Regions from separate parts of the Ovis aries genome. Here region 1 is linked to region 2. A link is a contact called in public Hi-C data. All regions are on one chromosome and are shown on one strand. Each heading gives the region's core, a stretch centred on a gene start, on an enhancer-like site or on the middle of the called end of the contact. The rest is flanking DNA. Distances are from core to core; before and after follow the strand shown. Region 1 overlaps AOPEP (aminopeptidase O (putative)). Region 2 overlaps AOPEP (aminopeptidase O (putative)).

Region 1 (5,108 bases), core at 94-2,593, 41 kb after region 2:
TTCTTCTCTGTCCTTTCGTTTCCGTTTTCGGGGTCTCCGGTTCACTCGGACCCATTTCGCGACCTGAAGTTCAAAAACCACAGGGCATTTTAAACATAGGACAACAGGTCCCCAGGGCCGCCCCTCAGCGTGAGAAAAGAAACGATCGACGGCCTCACGACGCAGCCTTCCTCGGCTTCACCTGGGGGAGCCACCGGCACCTTTAGGGCATCCAGAGGCCGCCTCAACGCTGCGGGCCCTCGGGTCTGCGGCGAGCCGAGGCCGTGACCTTCGCTCCGGCCGCTCCCTCCGTCAGTAGCCCGCTTGGCCGCCCCCGCACCGGTGTGCGCAAGAGCCCCCGGACGAGGGCCATCTTACCCACCGTTGTCGCGCGCCGCCGCCGCCGATCCCGGGCTCCGTGCCAGGGATGCAACGCGGGACCCACGGCCCGGGGAGGCAGGGAGGGGAGCGCGTGGACCGCGTCGCCCGCACTCACCTCGGCGCTCACTTGCTGCGCGAGCCCGCACTCCGCCAGGGCCTGGCGCTCCCTCTGCAGCGGCTGCGGGGGAAGGGGACAGAGTCAAGTTTATCCCGGGAGCCGCCCCAGCCTCCCTCCCCCGCGCCCCACCAACTCGGCGCGCTGACCCCCTACCTCGCCCGCAGTAGGTGAAGGTGAGAGCCGGGCGCCGGAGCCCGCGCTCAGAGCCGTCGCCCCGCCGCCCCAGCGGAAAGCGGCGGGCGCTAGAGGCCCGCAACACCTAAGGCGCAGGGCGGGCGGCGGGCGGCGCGGGGCCCGGGCGGCGGCGCGGGCGGCGGGCGGGCGCTGGGCGGGGGCGGGGCCTGCCTTAAAGGTATAGGCGGCCGCGCCACCCTCCCCGCAGGTCGCCTCCGCCCCCACCCCCGCCGGCGTGCCGGCTATTTTATTGTTCTCTTCGCAAACATCTTTCTTCTCCGCGCGCGGGCCCGCGCCCTCCCTGGCGCTGGTCGACCCCGGCGCGCGCGCTTACCTTTCCAGTCCCACCCATGCGGGACCTGGGGTACCCGCGAAAGGGCTTCTCGGCCGCGGTGGGAGCAGAAGTGCTACCCGCCGGCCGGAGAAAGGGCTTAGCGGGAGAAGCGCCCTCACCGCCGCCGCCAGCCTGAACTCGCTCTGCGAGTCAGAAACCCAAGTGTTCAGATGGCCTTCGCGGAGGGAGAGGAACTTTCCTAATGGAGTTTCCCCTGGGAAAGAATTAGACGCCATTAAGTGGACGTTTTTCAGTGCCCCCTCCGGACTTCGGGGAGGAGGCAGGTGACCTCCTGGGGGAGAAGCCGCGAGCGCGTGAAAGGCAAACTCCGAGCTCCGCCCGCGGGTCGCGGGAGCTGATGCGCTCTTGTTGAGCGCGGCCGGCGGTGCTCTCGCCCGGCTTTCGCCCCCCCTCTCCCCCGCCAAAGCGACTAGTAGAATTTAAGAAGGGGACAATACTTTTTCAAAAATAGGGGTAAAGTTTCCACTTGGTTTAGAAAAGTGTACGATACCCTCATTTTTTTCCGCCTACCCTCCAAAAGGCTTTCTTTCCATCCTCAGCAGCTGAGCCAGCCTGGGTGGCGGGGGGCGGGGGGGGGGGCGGTGAGTGCTTGGGGAGAAGAGTCGGGTCGCACTCGCGTTTGCTGATCTTGACCATTCCTTTAACTTTATCGCATTTCTCTAAAGAAAATCTCTCTTGCTCTCTCTTTATTGCTACTCCATCCTTCTTTCAAGATCAAAAGCTTTAGATCAAAGCCAAGATCAAACTCACTACTTTAAATAGAAGCAACTTTGCCATGGAGTATTTTACACAAAGGGGAGCTACTTAATGGAGACATCAGAGTAGAAAACTTCATTTTATCCCTTCATCCCATATTCATAACTGAACTACTTAAAATTACATTGATGATGCATTTCTGTTTCCTAAAACAAACAACAGTTCTGCTCAAATGGGAGATTCTTGACTTGTGTTTGTGTTTCCCGGAATTAAAAAAAGAAAAGCCTACAGAGCGTTAAATCGACATATTAACCATTATTGGCTAAGTGCTATGAAATGCATGCTCATTTGCTAAAGATTTTTCAAAGTGTTATCGAATCTTTTTATACATGATGTACAACCATCACATACAATGTTTGTACTGTAAAAGAAATCCATAAAAATAACATAGCTTGCAAGTCTCAAATGCACGTACATAGGCAGGTAAACATTACCAATGATAAAGTGGATTATGTAATTGTAGAGCTGCTTAATTTAAAATGGAAATAAAACTTTGAACTATTTAAGCGTTCATGCTACTAAAAACAGTTCCATAATCAATAGAAATCTATCACCTACGGACATTTCCATCTACCCAGTAGAAGTTTTTTCCTTGGGAATTCACTGTCCCTAAAAACCCTGATACCAGCAGTTCAATATTGATGTACAGTGCCATGCCTAAATGGACCTTTCTTAAGTGTCCTCTTGGTTGATTTAGCAACAATTTAAAAATATGCAGTCTTAGAAGAAACAAAGCCAAAGTAAATTCCAACAATTCAGCAGCAGGAGGAAAGGTAACTATTGCAAATTAAACCTTATACATACTTGTATAAAAATTTGCTGTTACAGCTGGGTAGTTAGTAATTAAAAGCCTTCTCCCCTTATAATTTTCATCTGGTTGTGGTCTCAAATACACACACACACACATACACACTGATCATTCCTCATTCTAAAAATCCCACTGAGCCACTGGAAAGATCTTAGGAACTGAGACCTGGGAACCTCCACTTGCTGCCATTGACAGTCTCCTTTAAACTTCCTAGCACCCAGTTCACAGAGAACCTAACAGTTTCTTGCACAAGCTGAGCAAAAACAAGCATCCTACTGTTACTCGGCTCTTCTAGGACTTTGAGTGGGTAGCCACACCTGTGATGCATTCTAAGTGCCTACTCGCTTGACTCCTTTGTCCTCTTGCCCCCCAAACCCAATCCGTCCTCAGCAAAGAAACCAGAATGATATTTACAAAGGTAGTTCAAATGGTACCTTCTTTGCCTGGCTGGCTTCTACTTATTCTCCAGTTCTAGGCTTAAGCAATGCTTCTCCAGAAAGGTCTTTCCTTACTCCCCAATCCAAATTATGTCATCCTGCTATGTTTCTAATAGACCCTATTTATTTCCTTTAAAGTAATTATCTTTTATGGATATTTAAAATCTTTTATTAAGAGACTTTATTTTTTAGGAAAATCAGAAAGATTTGTGCAGATATCACAAAGTTCCTGTATGCAAACATAACTCACAGTTTCCTTTATTATTAGTATCTTGCATCAGTGAGAGAATTTGTTACAGTTAATGAACCAATATTTGATACATTATTAAGTAAAGTCCAGGGAATGGCAATCCACTCCAGTACTCTTGCCTGGAGAATCCCATGGACAGAGGAGCCTGGTGGGCTACAGTTCATGGGGTCACAAAGAGTCGGACATGACTGAATGACTAACATTACTGTAGTTTACATTAGAATTCACTCCTGTACAGTACAGTTCTATTATAACAATTTTTATTAATTTATTGAATGTCTGTTTCCCTGATTGGATTTCAACATCCAGGAAGAAAGAGATCTGTCTCTTCTCTTACTGATCTTTATCCAGTTACTAAAAATACTGCCTGGCACATAGTAGATAGATGCTCAATAAATGTATTAAGTGAATGGAAATTCTCCAGGCCAGAATACTGGAGTGGGTAGCCTTTCCCTCCTCCAGGGGATCTTCTCAACCCAGGGATCAAACCCAGGTCTGTCAAGGAAGTTCTACTACAGTTCTACTATAACAATTTTTACTAATTTATCAAATGTCTGTTTCCCTGATTGGATTTCAATGTTCAATGTAGGAATAAATGGCTGAATAAATGGCATATGAAATTTCATTGGGGAGAATCTTAAGGTGAAGGTCTTTCTAATTAAGTCCTTTTTGTTTCTCTACTAAAATATCTTATTTTGTAAAGAAAACAGAATTGTGCATTTTTAAAAAGGAGACACCATGGGACATCAATAACCCTGCCAGGGTATTTCTAAAATGATGCTTTAAAAAAATTACAAATGGGAAATAAAAGTTTCAGATTCCCTCATATATTAATCACTAAAGTTGTATTCCAAAATGGTGGTAGGAACTGAATTTAATCTTGAATGACATATTTCATGACACTGGAAAAATATTAATTCTTGATGATCATGTTTAATATAACCTCAACACATTTCTTCTTTTGTCCACCTAAACCTACCTTGCTTCATGAGCAGGAAGGTAGGATGTGGAGAAACTTGAAGACTATTTTTTAAAAATTTAAATTCTTGTAGTTGAGGATGAATGCTCTAATAATTATCTTTGAAAATGTGGTGAAACTACTTTAAAGCTATCTTTTAAAAAACAAATGTTTTCTGTTTGAATTACATGTTTAAAGATTATTTGTCTAGTAGAGATGCAAGTTTTGAAAAAAACTTGTTTACTGAAACTTTCTTGTCAAAGCAGTTTATAATAGCTAAAGAAAATTTCAGAAGCCAAGAAAAATGTCATTGCTTTAAAATAAAAGCATTTAGTTAACCTAATGGCTGGGAATTACTTTCAGAAGGAAACCCTTTTCTTTTTAGTTGAGAGGAAATGATTCCTTTCCATGGAAAATGATGGTGATAACCAGTTTCATAACTGCCTTGCGATGAGGTGCAGTCCAGACGAATGAGGAGCAGCATGCCCTCCTAGGCAAGCAGAAAGCAGGGAGGGCAAACCAGGGGAGCCCTTTAATTAAACCAAATAGCTTCAGACTGCAGATTACACTCCCATGGGCACTACACTACACTCCCATCCACTAGAAGTCAAAGGGCCTTTTAGTACCAAACAAGGGAGAAAGGTCCAGAAGATTTTACTGGCTACAGAAGGACCCTACAGTCAACATATGCTCAGGGTAAATTAAAAGGTAAGAGACTACACATCTGGAAATAAAATCAAGGTTAGTTTAAGTTGCAAATAATGACAAGCAAGGATTAGGGGCTAAGTTATCCTATGTTTATGTCTTTAAATTTTGCTCTATCATTTTAAAATGTAACATTCCTTTATGATACCTTTTTTTAAAATTTGACTGCTTGACTTTAGAAAAATTA
Region 2 (4,944 bases), core at 301-2,800:
AAAATCTCAAGCATTGCAAGTTGTTATTCTGAGACTCCTGAAGCAACTTCATACAAATTGTACTCAAGTTTTGGCGTTCTTTTTTTATCTGACTTTATGTATGTATAACGTGCTCATATAAGAAAAATTTAGTAGTATTTTATAAGCATAACACATTTGAATAGCACAGAACTTTTGGAAATTACAAGAAATGTTACGACATTTCTAAGTTTTTGAGTTGTTTATTCAATTTTAATGAAAAACAGTTAAGTCTACAAAAAAGACAAACCTTCCCTCTTCTGAGTATCCAAGCTCATCTGCTTTATAAATTTCGGAATTTATGTTAAAAAAAAAAAAAAAGAGGAAATGAAACTATTTTCTTTGTGTAGTTTTTAAAAGGTTTTTTCTTATACAGTTAAAACTAAAAGGAGAAACTTAAAAAAATATTTTACTCTCTACATTTTAACAGAATTTCTGCAACTGTGCTTTTATGGAAGTTACAACATACCAATTATAATCTACACATTGTATTCCAGAGTGAAGCTGACTTACTCATAACAAATCAACTTGAAAAACCAGTGATCACAGACCTCCACCAAAACAAAAGGTGAACACACATTTTTAAATTTACTAAATGAAACTTCACAGACTGAAAACCATCTTCCTGCTGATTTCACAATGTAGGATCTCATCTCAGAACTTTACAAGCAGTAGTTACCTTTGAGACAAAACATGAACAGGCTGCTCCCTCTAAGGCAAACCTAACAAAGTTTTCTAAAGAGTCAAAGTTTAAAACTTGAGCTACGTTTCCAACTAAGAATGTTTTCTAGGAATTGAGAGTAAAGACCCGAACCCTTACTATGTTGGCACACATCCCTTAACAAACAGCAAAGAGGACAGAGCTCTAGAGACTAAAGTTGACCTGCACAACACTTCTAAAGAAGGTTCCAGTCTGAGCAGTAATTTGTTACACTTTTCCTTTAAGTAAGCAGCACTTCAGAATGTATTTGTTTAACCGATCTGTTTTCCTTGAAGGTTTCGTAAATAAAATACACAGAAAAAATTACAATACCAACGCCCATGTCCTTGAATGCACTCAAAGTTCAAAATGTTTACAAGCACAACGGTGTGAAAACAAAGGCAAGAGCCCGTCAGAAGCACCAGATAGTATTTTTGAAGGCAACTAGAACTCCCATTCACATCAAATGATACCACCGTGGTAGTGGGAATGCAACCTCCACAGAATGGGCTGTTAGCTGTGAGCAAATAAGGACAGATTTATGAAGCAGAACGATCACGAGTGAACCAAACTTGGCTTTCTTTCTTGCTGAAACTCATTTGGTGGAAAGACTGAGGTTAAGAGGAGGAAAATGAGAAGGGATTTGGAAGACGGGGAAGAAACCACCTTAATTCTCCTAACGAACACCAGCTGACGGCCCCGGGCCCGACCTGGAAGGAGGAAAACTTACTTACTGAGGCTCCCGTCGGGGCGCAGGCCGGAGCCCAGAGTCCGCCCGGATCCGTCTCGGGCGTCGGCTGATATCGGCAGCGGCCGGCGCGCGCCGCCTCCGCCTCCCGGGCCAATCCCCGGAGAGGCCACCGCCGCGCCCGCCCCGCCCCGCGGGCCAGCCGAGCCGGGTTCCCACCGTGCGGCGCCCCTTCCCAGCCACACCCCTGGCCCCCACCCCGCCCCGCCAGTCAGCTCCCACCCAGTAATTACTCTAATTAGAAGTTTTAGTCTCAGCAGTTAAACAATGTAAGAACCAGTCCCAACACAGCCTGCAATTCAAATGGCTTTGAGAACAAAGACAATCATAGCTGTGGCAATTTTTCTTCTAATTTATAGAATGTGAAGACTTTCTCTCCTTGCTCACTGTACTTTAAAAAAAAAGCTTAGCCTCTAGTGTACATGCCACTTTACAAGGATATTAGCGTGTCTATGGAAAAGTACCAGACCATGCCCTCCTGTTACAACAAAGACAAAAATAAAAAGAAAAGAAAAAAATACCATTTCCGAAAAATGAATATTGAACTTGTGAGTTTAGTCTCTCCTGCAGAAGAACATTCACAAATGTTCCTGGATCACCTGGTAGACAGGTGAAAGATGTACAAAGATATGGGAGGGTTGTTTTCTTTTCAGTTTACAGATTATGTGAATAAAAGGGAAAACTACCCAGGACATCTTTCTAGTAAACAATCTGCATAATGCTTAATTAGTCCTGGTGGAATGATTAGGCCTATCTTCCCCAGAAATTGATAGTCCCCAGAAATTGATGGTCCATTCACAGTTCTGAGTATTAATCTCTTCAGTTTGAGATGTACAGGGGATATTTCAGGAAGAGGAAAATTATAACCATAAAACATGTGCTTAGAAAAATCAAAAACAAAAAACACTCCAGAAAAGCCTTTCTCTACTTCCTTTTCCAGTTCTGGTTTGATCTTTAAAGCAATCTGCATCCATTTTAGAATTACTGAACAATCTAGAAATTAAGTTAATGTGAAAGACTATAGAAAACTAATAAAAACTACTGCCTCAAAAACATTGCATAAAATAGGTTGTATGACCCATGTCTTCCCCTAGATATATACTTCAAAAACATTTTCATTTTTTCAAAATTTCAGGTAACTATGGTTTTCAGTCCCACTCCATGCATTTACTAGGTATGTTCTAAAATTTCTCCATTTTTAAATGAAGAAATCTTAATTGCCACACTGGAAAATTAATTTAGTACTTTATTTTGTTACAAAATGCTATGTTTGTTTAGCAGCTAAATTTGCCTCTCTAAATATTAATGGCAGGTATCAGAACACAGCTCTATAAAGCTTCACTGCAGTAACCACCTTGAAAGTTCATCTCTTTTAATAACAAAAGCAACTAATTTCAAGTTAAAACAAGTAGAAAATAAAAAACAAAACCAAATGCAAACAATTTCAAATACGAAACAAAACCAAATGCAGACACTTTCAAATGTTAATGTGTCTATCTCACCTAAAACTTTAAAGCCCTGAAAGTAACAGGACATTCCTAAATACTTAAACCAAGAAAACCAGGTGCCTGAGAAATAAAAACTTTAAAAGGATTACCAAACACTTGTGCAGATAAAATAAACACAACGAGCAACTGAGGACACAAGAAAGCTCCTTCAGGAAAGAGCTTATATTCCCCCAAATTTATCTTTTCCAAAATTCCCCACCAAGTCAAGATCTAAATCTTTAAATGCTTTAAAAGTTTTCTTAGCTAAATCTATCTTGTGTGCAACACAGGACACCGCTCTTTAAATGTTAGGAACATTAGTAAGTTTGAGGCATATTTTCAAGTGTATCACATTAAAATTAGTCAATTTTTCAAATGAATTTTTTCAGTTGGGAAAATGCATGATAGCCACCTTCAGATAATTAACAAATATTCTTCAGTAAGACAAGAATAAAAAAAAAGTTACAAAATACACCAAAATGTTCTTGCAAAAGTAAACATCTAACAGGCAAGCACCATGACCCAAATTTATTTCAGAATTTACCTTTAAAAGGAAAAAGCCGTAGCTGATTAAGCTGTTGGTCTGCAATTCTGCTTTAAGTTCAAAAGGTAGAGAGCAAGAGATAAGATAAAAATCACATACCACATGCTGTCCTCAGAGTATCTCCACCTAAGACAACAGTTCTCACCATCATCAGATTTCAGTACTCACTGATTCCAATACTATTTGTTCAAGCTCTTTTTATAAATACCATTTCCCCCTCTGCAAGCCAAATCAATAGCCCTATCCCATGAAATTATTATTTTTTGAAGGAAACCCTATCTGGGAAACGTTTTCCCCCCTTTCCTAAGCAGAGCACAGTCGTTTGCCGGCCAGCACTGCTGGAGCCACCTGTGCCTCACACCCGCCTCCTAATGCCCTTCAACACGGAGGTGGGTGACTCCTTTCCAAGGCAAGTCCCCAAATGCCACTTCCAATTCGGCGGGGCCGGCTGACCGGCTGGACTTGCCCCAAATCCTTGCACTTCTTGCTTCCCGCTGCTCTCAACTAACTTAATCTAAGTTTAATTACGAAGACTGACATCTGTCCTCGGAGTCTGTTCCTCTCTCAAAGCAAGGAATGATTCAAATTAGAAGCATGAGGACAATGGATTATTAATGAAAGAAACTAAAATCCAAGTATCCTGGTCTCAGTGGAGCTGCGGCCTGTGGTGCAGCAACCGTGGAACTCTCTTGGTTCCAGAGCCGAGATTCCGGTGAGTGCGCGGGATCCCTCACTACGGACAGAAGCCCTGAGTTTTTCGCCAGAGGACAGAGCCACCAGCGTCCACCGGGAAGGGACAGCAAGTCTCCGCAGGGAAGAAATGGTGTATGTTTGGGGGCGGAAGGGGGGTGTATGGGTGGGGAGGGCGGTTTAGGGAATCTCATGTGACTCCAGCCCCAAAGCCCGACTCCAGGAACGGTTCAACCACGCAAGGGGTTCTTCCTCCCTACTCTGGACACTCACCCGACACTGGCTGTGAGGACCCGGCTTAAGTCCGCCACCCGTGACACTGTCCAGGGCGGCCTCCGTGGCCTGAGCATCAGCCCACCGCGCGCGGAAGGCACTGCCAGGGTGAGACAGTAGTGGGGCGGGGGGCGGGGGCGGGGGCGGGGGCGGGGAAGGGGTGGGGTTGCCGGGGGCAACCGCGAAGGGGCAACCTGGTCCTACCCCGCCCCCTCTCTCCAGAGCTGCGGCCCGCTCTCCGCAGCGCACTGCGCGCTCCGTGTGCCGGCCCTGCCTGCTGCAGGCGATGAAACTATCCCTGAATAACCGTCCTTTCCTCCGAACGCCTCAACAGCCGGCACTGGGAGCACCTTCCCGCGAGTCATCTACAACCCGGGTCTAAGCCCGCCGGGCTACTCACCTAGTGACCTTGGGCGCAAGTTCTGCGACTTTCCTTCTCCCATCCATTAAAAACTCCACCCCGCTCTCAAGGGTGTCAGTAAAG

Evidence for each region. A called contact is a pair of places that touch in the nucleus more often than the background predicts.
Region 1: a Hi-C map of liver shows a contact between it and region 2, with 4 times the contacts expected there. The contact joins two enhancer-like sites. A contact is called at or near these places in 4 of 16 Hi-C or Micro-C datasets (liver, muscle, skin fibroblasts and 1 more).

What each region holds. Positions count from the first base shown.
Region 1 is chr2:31,350,253-31,355,360 of ARS-UI_Ramb_v3.0, forward strand. AOPEP (aminopeptidase O (putative)) reads right to left here. Exons shown (of 15, transcript XM_042243057.2): 12 at 476-538; 13 at 1-63. Among named protein-coding and RNA genes, the nearest start is that of MIR23B, 76 kb to the left of the region's middle. Within about 2 kb of position 1,344, at least 35 of the 54 cell types and tissues checked have an H3K27ac peak or open chromatin away from gene starts, as enhancers often do. A contact at or near this core is called in liver and tail adipose tissue, where this site is marked.
Region 2 is chr2:31,308,616-31,313,559 of ARS-UI_Ramb_v3.0, forward strand. All of the region lies in intron 13 of AOPEP (aminopeptidase O (putative)), which reads right to left. Among named protein-coding and RNA genes, the nearest start is that of MIR23B, 35 kb to the left of the region's middle. Within about 2 kb of position 1,551, at least 26 of the 54 cell types and tissues checked have an H3K27ac peak or open chromatin away from gene starts, as enhancers often do. A contact at or near this core is called in liver and tail adipose tissue, where this site is marked.